Linked DNA regions of Rattus norvegicus: region 1 is linked to region 2. Evidence: chromatin contacts called from public Hi-C data. All regions are on one chromosome and are shown on one strand. Each heading gives the region's core, a stretch centred on a gene start, on an enhancer-like site or on the middle of the called end of the contact. The rest is flanking DNA. Distances are from core to core; before and after follow the strand shown. Region 1 holds the start of Rnh1 (ribonuclease/angiogenin inhibitor 1). Region 2 holds the start of Cox8b (cytochrome c oxidase, subunit VIIIb).

Evidence for each region. A called contact is a pair of places that touch in the nucleus more often than the background predicts.
Region 1: a Hi-C map of psoas muscle shows a contact between it and region 2, with 2.2 times the contacts expected there. The contact joins the promoter of Rnh1 here to the promoter of Cox8b in region 2. A contact is called at or near these places in 10 of 12 Hi-C or Micro-C datasets (the A7r5 cell line, the Rat2 cell line, Schwann cells and 6 more) and 1 of 1 datasets of contacts at active chromatin or transcription factors (oligodendrocytes).

What each region holds. Positions count from the first base shown.
Region 1 is chr1:205,705,125-205,708,129 of GRCr8, reverse strand. It overlaps Rnh1 (ribonuclease/angiogenin inhibitor 1), which reads left to right and starts at 1,320. Exons shown (of 10, transcript NM_001270763.1): 1 at 1,320-1,424.
Region 2 is chr1:205,406,915-205,409,614 of GRCr8, reverse strand. It overlaps Cox8b (cytochrome c oxidase, subunit VIIIb), which reads left to right and starts at 1,342. Exons shown (of 2, transcript NM_012786.3): 1 at 1,342-1,509; 2 at 2,652-2,700. The coding sequence starts at 1,399.

The sequences.
Region 1 (3,005 bases), core at 71-2,570, 300 kb before region 2:
ATAGAGGTGGGCAAGGAAGAGCTGCCCTAGAGGGCTAGAACTCGCCCAGGATAATGTAGCCTCTGGAACTACACCATTCTGATTCTGCCACAGCACTGCAAGTCTAATCAACCGGTCTCTGTAAACACAGCTTCTTTTCAGGAATTCTCCTTCATGTTAGCAACAAGTAAAGGCTGGCCTGGCCAAAGTGTTCCTGCTGACTGGGCAGGCTTTATCTTTCCCCAAAGCACTGATCCCTACTTCACTGACCAGTTGCTGGTGTCTTGGTGCAGTGAGGGCAGCTCCTACAGCAATGAAGATTAAGCTGTGTCTGTAGTGGCCACTGTGCAGGGTTCATGAAGCTGAGCTCCGTTCCAACCTATCTTCTTGCCTGCCTCTTTGCCTCCTTTTCTCCCATTAGAGCTCCCTGTCCCAAGCGTTTTGGGGAACACAGTCCCTGTTTCCTATGCTGGCCTGCTGGAATCTCCTTTACTTATGTTATTAGAGTCCTGGCAGGGACTTAGAACAGCACCTGGCACATGACCAGTGTTTAACAAATACTTGGGGTGGATGAATACCAGTTCCTTGACAGGTGTTGTGTGTGGCCATCTGCGCAAGAGAGCAAGGCTCCTGAGGGACAAACTCTCAATGCTGATTTTTTTCCACATCGCTAGAATCCCAGCACTCAGGAAGCAAATTCAAGGCTTTCCTGGGCTACACATCAAGACCTTGTTTCAAAAATGCTGAAACCAAAAGCAAATCCCATAACTTGGGAGTATATTACAAAGTTTAAACATGGGCTGGAGGGATGGCTTAGCAGTTAGGAGCATGACTTAGTTCCCGGCACCTGAATGGTGGCCATTCCCTGAGAATCTGATCCCCTTTTCTGACCTCTCTGGGCATGATGCATAGACTTATATGCAGACGAAGCATATATATATATATATATATATATATATATATATATATATATATTATAATACAAATATGAGAAATGCTTAAATAGTGACGAAATGCTTGCCTTTTGGGGGTGTTGAGAGCCTCATGCATCAGAGGTGGTATGTTACCACCCTCAGCCACATTCCTGGGGACATAAAGGACGCTTTGAACACTGTTCTATCCATCAAAACCTTGTTGACTTGTAGGAGAGAGAGATGGGCGTGTGCTGTTGTTGATGCTAGAATCTCTCATCACAGTTGCACCCATTTCGAGGCAGTTGTGAATCATTTAACAGTTTTAGTCAGACCCAAAGAAGTGACTCAGGTTTGTCAAGTTCTGTTCCCAAAGTGCAGCCTGCATGTGGGAGGGGCAGACCTGATGGGCGGTCTCCAGACCGCAAAGTGAAAGGCTAGTTGGGGCCAGAGAATGGGAACCAGCCAAAGTCTCTAGGCCCCGCCCTGGGCGGAAGAAACCGGAGCGACTGGGACCTTTAGCAGCGGCACCAGGTGAGCTAGGGCCATGTTTTGGGGCTCCCGTCTGCCTTTGAGAGTCTTTTTCGGGTCCCTTCCTGGCCTTCTTAATACGTGGCAGAGCGTCTGGACCAGAAGGTTCGAGGGACCAAAAATTAGGGCGGGGGCAGGGGCGGGATCACGGCTCGGGCGAGCCTCTGAGGCCTGTTCCTTCTTAGGGTGACACACTGGTGCCCTGAGGAGCCTTTCTCAGTGCTTGAAGGCTGAGCTCATAGCTCGGTCACCAGCGGCCTGTTACCAGCTGCCTGTTCGCTCACTTTAAGGCCCAAAGAGGGTGTCTTCAGATCCTAGGATTAACCCAACAGAGCTACAGCTAGGAGCAGCTAGCTAGCAAGCAACCCCCAATCACATCTAAGCAGAGGCCTGAATAATGCCTCTAAGCCGGGCTGGTGGGGCCTCCTGCCTGGTCACCTGTGTGCTTTCCAAGGGCCTGGTCCCAAGGCCAAATAAGGGGAGGCGTGTGGGAGGAGAGTCAGCTGCCTGGTTACTTTCACATCCCTTGTCCCTGACCTCAGATGATCACAGATAACTGGCTGGCCCCCTGCCTCCCATAAAGTCCAGTCCTGTGCTTTCCCCAAAGGGAAAAGGACCCAGTTGTAGTGCAGAAGAGAACAGGACTTGTGGACTTGGGAGCTGTGCCTGTGACTAGAAGTACTGTAACTGCCCCACCCCACTGGTAGTGCCCCAGTGATGACTGGGTTTGGATGACACATCTGATCCAGGCAGTGCTGGTTTTACTCACTGGCTCGACGAGGGTGGGGATAACTCTGGTTTCTCCATCCCCTGGCTGTATGACCACAGTGAGTTATCTATATCCTTGCCTCAGTTTTCCGTTACTTGTGTCAATATGTGTAAAGTTTATCTTTCCCCATGGTGGACTCCTAGCCCTGGGAAGGGAGGGGAAGACCCCTTTAGCAAGGCTATGCTGTACCAGGTGCTGTAACTTCACACAGAACTGCTGTCATTGTCATAACTGTTATAGAGAGTAGCCGAAGTGATTTCTGTTTCTCTTAAACAGAACCTAGCACTCCTCTCCCTCCTCTGTGCTGGCAGCACAGCACAGATCACTTCTTCCAAGGAGCCCACCAGGATACCCACATGCTGTCCAGGCTAGCTTTCGTGGCAGTTGTTCAGGAATGTGGAGACATGGGTAGCTGTCTTCAGGCCTCAGAAACATCCTTCCTTCCACAGACAGTGCCTTGTCCTGTTTGTCCTAGCCCTCTTAGTGTGATAGACAATCTGGGTCATTTGCAGGCTGAGCCTGAGCCTACCGAGGGTCCTGGCCTGACCTGAGTGAGTCCTTAGACTCAGAAGAAAGTCTCAGAAGCGGAAAATGCTGTAGTGGCTGCCTATGAATACTCTCCTTCCCCCAGAGTCCTGTGTCTTCCTGCCCTGAATTCAAGTGGTTGCTTGTGTCTAGGCTTCATGCTCCCTGGCATCTGACTTTGTAGATGGCTTGGCAACAGAGTGTGGTGCTAGCCCACCTTGTTCTCTGAGTAAGAAGTGGGCTGAATGAGTAGGAAGCTGTCCTACCAGGGTTTGCAGACCATAGCCAGG
Region 2 (2,700 bases), core at 93-2,592:
GGACTTGCTGGAGCAGATACACCTCAGATGCCATTAGTGACCTGGACAGATAGGAGAGAATAGAAGGGGGTGCTATGCACACCACTGAGGCCTTGGGGGCTGTGGGAGAGGCGTGGAGCCTGGAGGAGGATGCAGTGGTGATGGCTGATTTACAGGAATTGTCTGAGACAGTGTGTAGAGAGGCCGAAGTAGAAACTTTAGGGGTTAGAGTTTGGGAAGAAGGGAGCTAATCTCTGCGGTGTGGTGCTATTGGTGGGTTGGAAGCAGAGTATGAATTCCAGAGCAAACAGAGGCTGCTGCTGGAGAAGGAAACTTCGGGGTCACAGAACTTGGCCCTGCGGTGGGCAGAACCATCGCTGGTTAGTCTGTCCTGATCACAGTCAGTCTCAGATGACTGAGAAGCTGGCAGTGCTAAAGCACAGTGGGTCAGGGCCAGAGGAGGTCTGGAAAGAGAGAGACCCAAGAACTTGGGGCTGACCAGAGGTCAGAAGACGGATGAGATGGAGGGAATCCAGCAGCCGAGCGACACAAGGCTAACCACACAGTGCTGAAAATGGCCCTTTGCATTTGGTAGGAGTCAGCTGGGCTAAGAGGACAGCTACTGCCTGGGGATAGAGGAGAGGAGCACATGGAAGGGAGAGTGGGGTCTGCAGGGTGATAGCCTTCCAGGGAGCAGGATAACAAGGCACTAATGCAAGTCTGGGGAGAAATGGACAGCACACTATCTGTAGAGAGGCCTGAGTGTTAGAGCTCACCCAGCCTGGTACCCTGACTGGGGACAAGGGTCTGGGGACAGACATGGTTCCTGCCTACAGTTAGCACCCAGAAAGTACCTGGTCTATACTCTATTTTTGTTCCTTTGCAGCACAACTGTGAGGCCATTCACCACGCAGGAATATATGGAGCCCTGGAGAATCCCCCAGCTACGCCTAGACCTATGAAGAATAGAACATGACTACTAGCTCAGTGTGCACCATTTGAGAATGGGAGAGCTGCCTCTCATCCAGAAACCAGGTTGTAGGACTTCAATGCAGGCTCTGTATGCATTGTTGATACCCCAGGATTTCTTTCTTTAACGTATGCTGCATCTCTTGCATTTTAAAGCCTGACTTTCCTGGGCTTATCCCATTGAAGTCTCTTTCTGCAAAGAAGTGAATCCTATATGGAAGGGCCCAGCTCATCACCTACGTGTTGAGGGGTCACAGCACGTTCCTGGGGCAGACTGGCTCTCTCCCAGTTACCAGCTGCTGTCCTTTCTGCCAAGTCTTGTGACAGGAGACAGCTGCAGTTCTCCGCCCCAACTATAAAAAGCCCTAGCTACCTAAGTGAGCAGAGGACGTGCAGCAGACATTCAGGGTGCCTCTTTGGGGCCAAGGAAAGAGTGCGACCCCGAGAATCATGCCAAGGCTTCCCCCTATCCTGCGGCTGCTCCAAGCGCCCGAGAAGTACACAGTGATTCCTAAAGCCCGTATCTCTTCCAAGCCAGCCAAATCTCCCACTTCTGCCATGGTAAGTAACTCCTAAGGTAGGATTCCTTGGGCTTCAGGGCAACAGGGAAGATTAAAGTGATAAAGGAGAGGGGTGGGTGTGGTGCTAGGTTATCAGTATTTTATGCAAGATGGTGTCTGAGTGCCAGAAGAGCACCCTGGCACCACTGCCCGTGGGCCAGGCTCTCAAAGGGCTACAAATGGTGGGGTAGGGACGTCCTCAGACCTCACATACCTCTGGGCCAAGGTCGACAATGACAGAATTAGGGGGCAGAGTTAGGATACAGGACTCATATCGGTTTGTGTTTATTCCTTTGTTATGGGGCAAGGAGGGCTGCTCTGAGGGGAAAACTAAAATGGCAGCAAATCTGATGAAATTTGACATATAAAGTAGGTCTGTCTCACATGTACAAAAGACTCATGCATAGAGCTACGGCTCAGCCCAGACTAAGATTCCTAGTCTAGGCTGAATTTGCTTAAACTCGGGATTAAGGTTAATAGGAAGGACTGGTTTTCAAATGAAGTACTGACTCAGCTTCAAGAAGGCCTGGACACAGGCCTTGTTTTGAGAGAACTCAGGGTGTCACACAGTTGATAGCTCAGAATGTGTCTCTACCTAAAGCTACTGAGAACACAGGGCTCCTGACGGGGGTCATCACTGCACATGGGACACTCAAGGCAGGTGTCCGACCTCACTCACTGTGGCTTCTGAATGGGGCTGCTTTTGAGAAAAGCCCAGTGTTCGTTTGTAACAATGGAAACCTTAGCTGCTCTGCTATTCTGCATAGCCCCCTGGGACATAAGACTGGACAGGAGCTGAGTGAACCTCTGCCTCACTGGGAGCTGCTTCAGCTAGGCAGGATCCTGGTTTCTGAAGCCCAAGGTCGTTGCTCCTGATTTCTGAGGTCACTCTCCCTGCCAAGGACTCCGAGCTGCCAAGCTCTCTGACACGCAGAGCCTGCTTGCTCACAGACTGCCTAGAGAAGCAGAAGGGAAATGGGGACTATGGCTGGTCAACATGCAGAGAAGAAGAGCAAGGGCAGTGACCTCTGGTTGCTTCTGACCGAGACAGAAGCCCCACACAGCAGGATTCTAAGGATGGCCTATGGCCAAGCCCAAGCCTTCTAATGGCCAGTGGACTCATGTTTGGTTTTCTTTCCACAGGATCAGGCTGTGGGGATGTCAGTCATAATCGCTGGCTTCATGGTTCCAG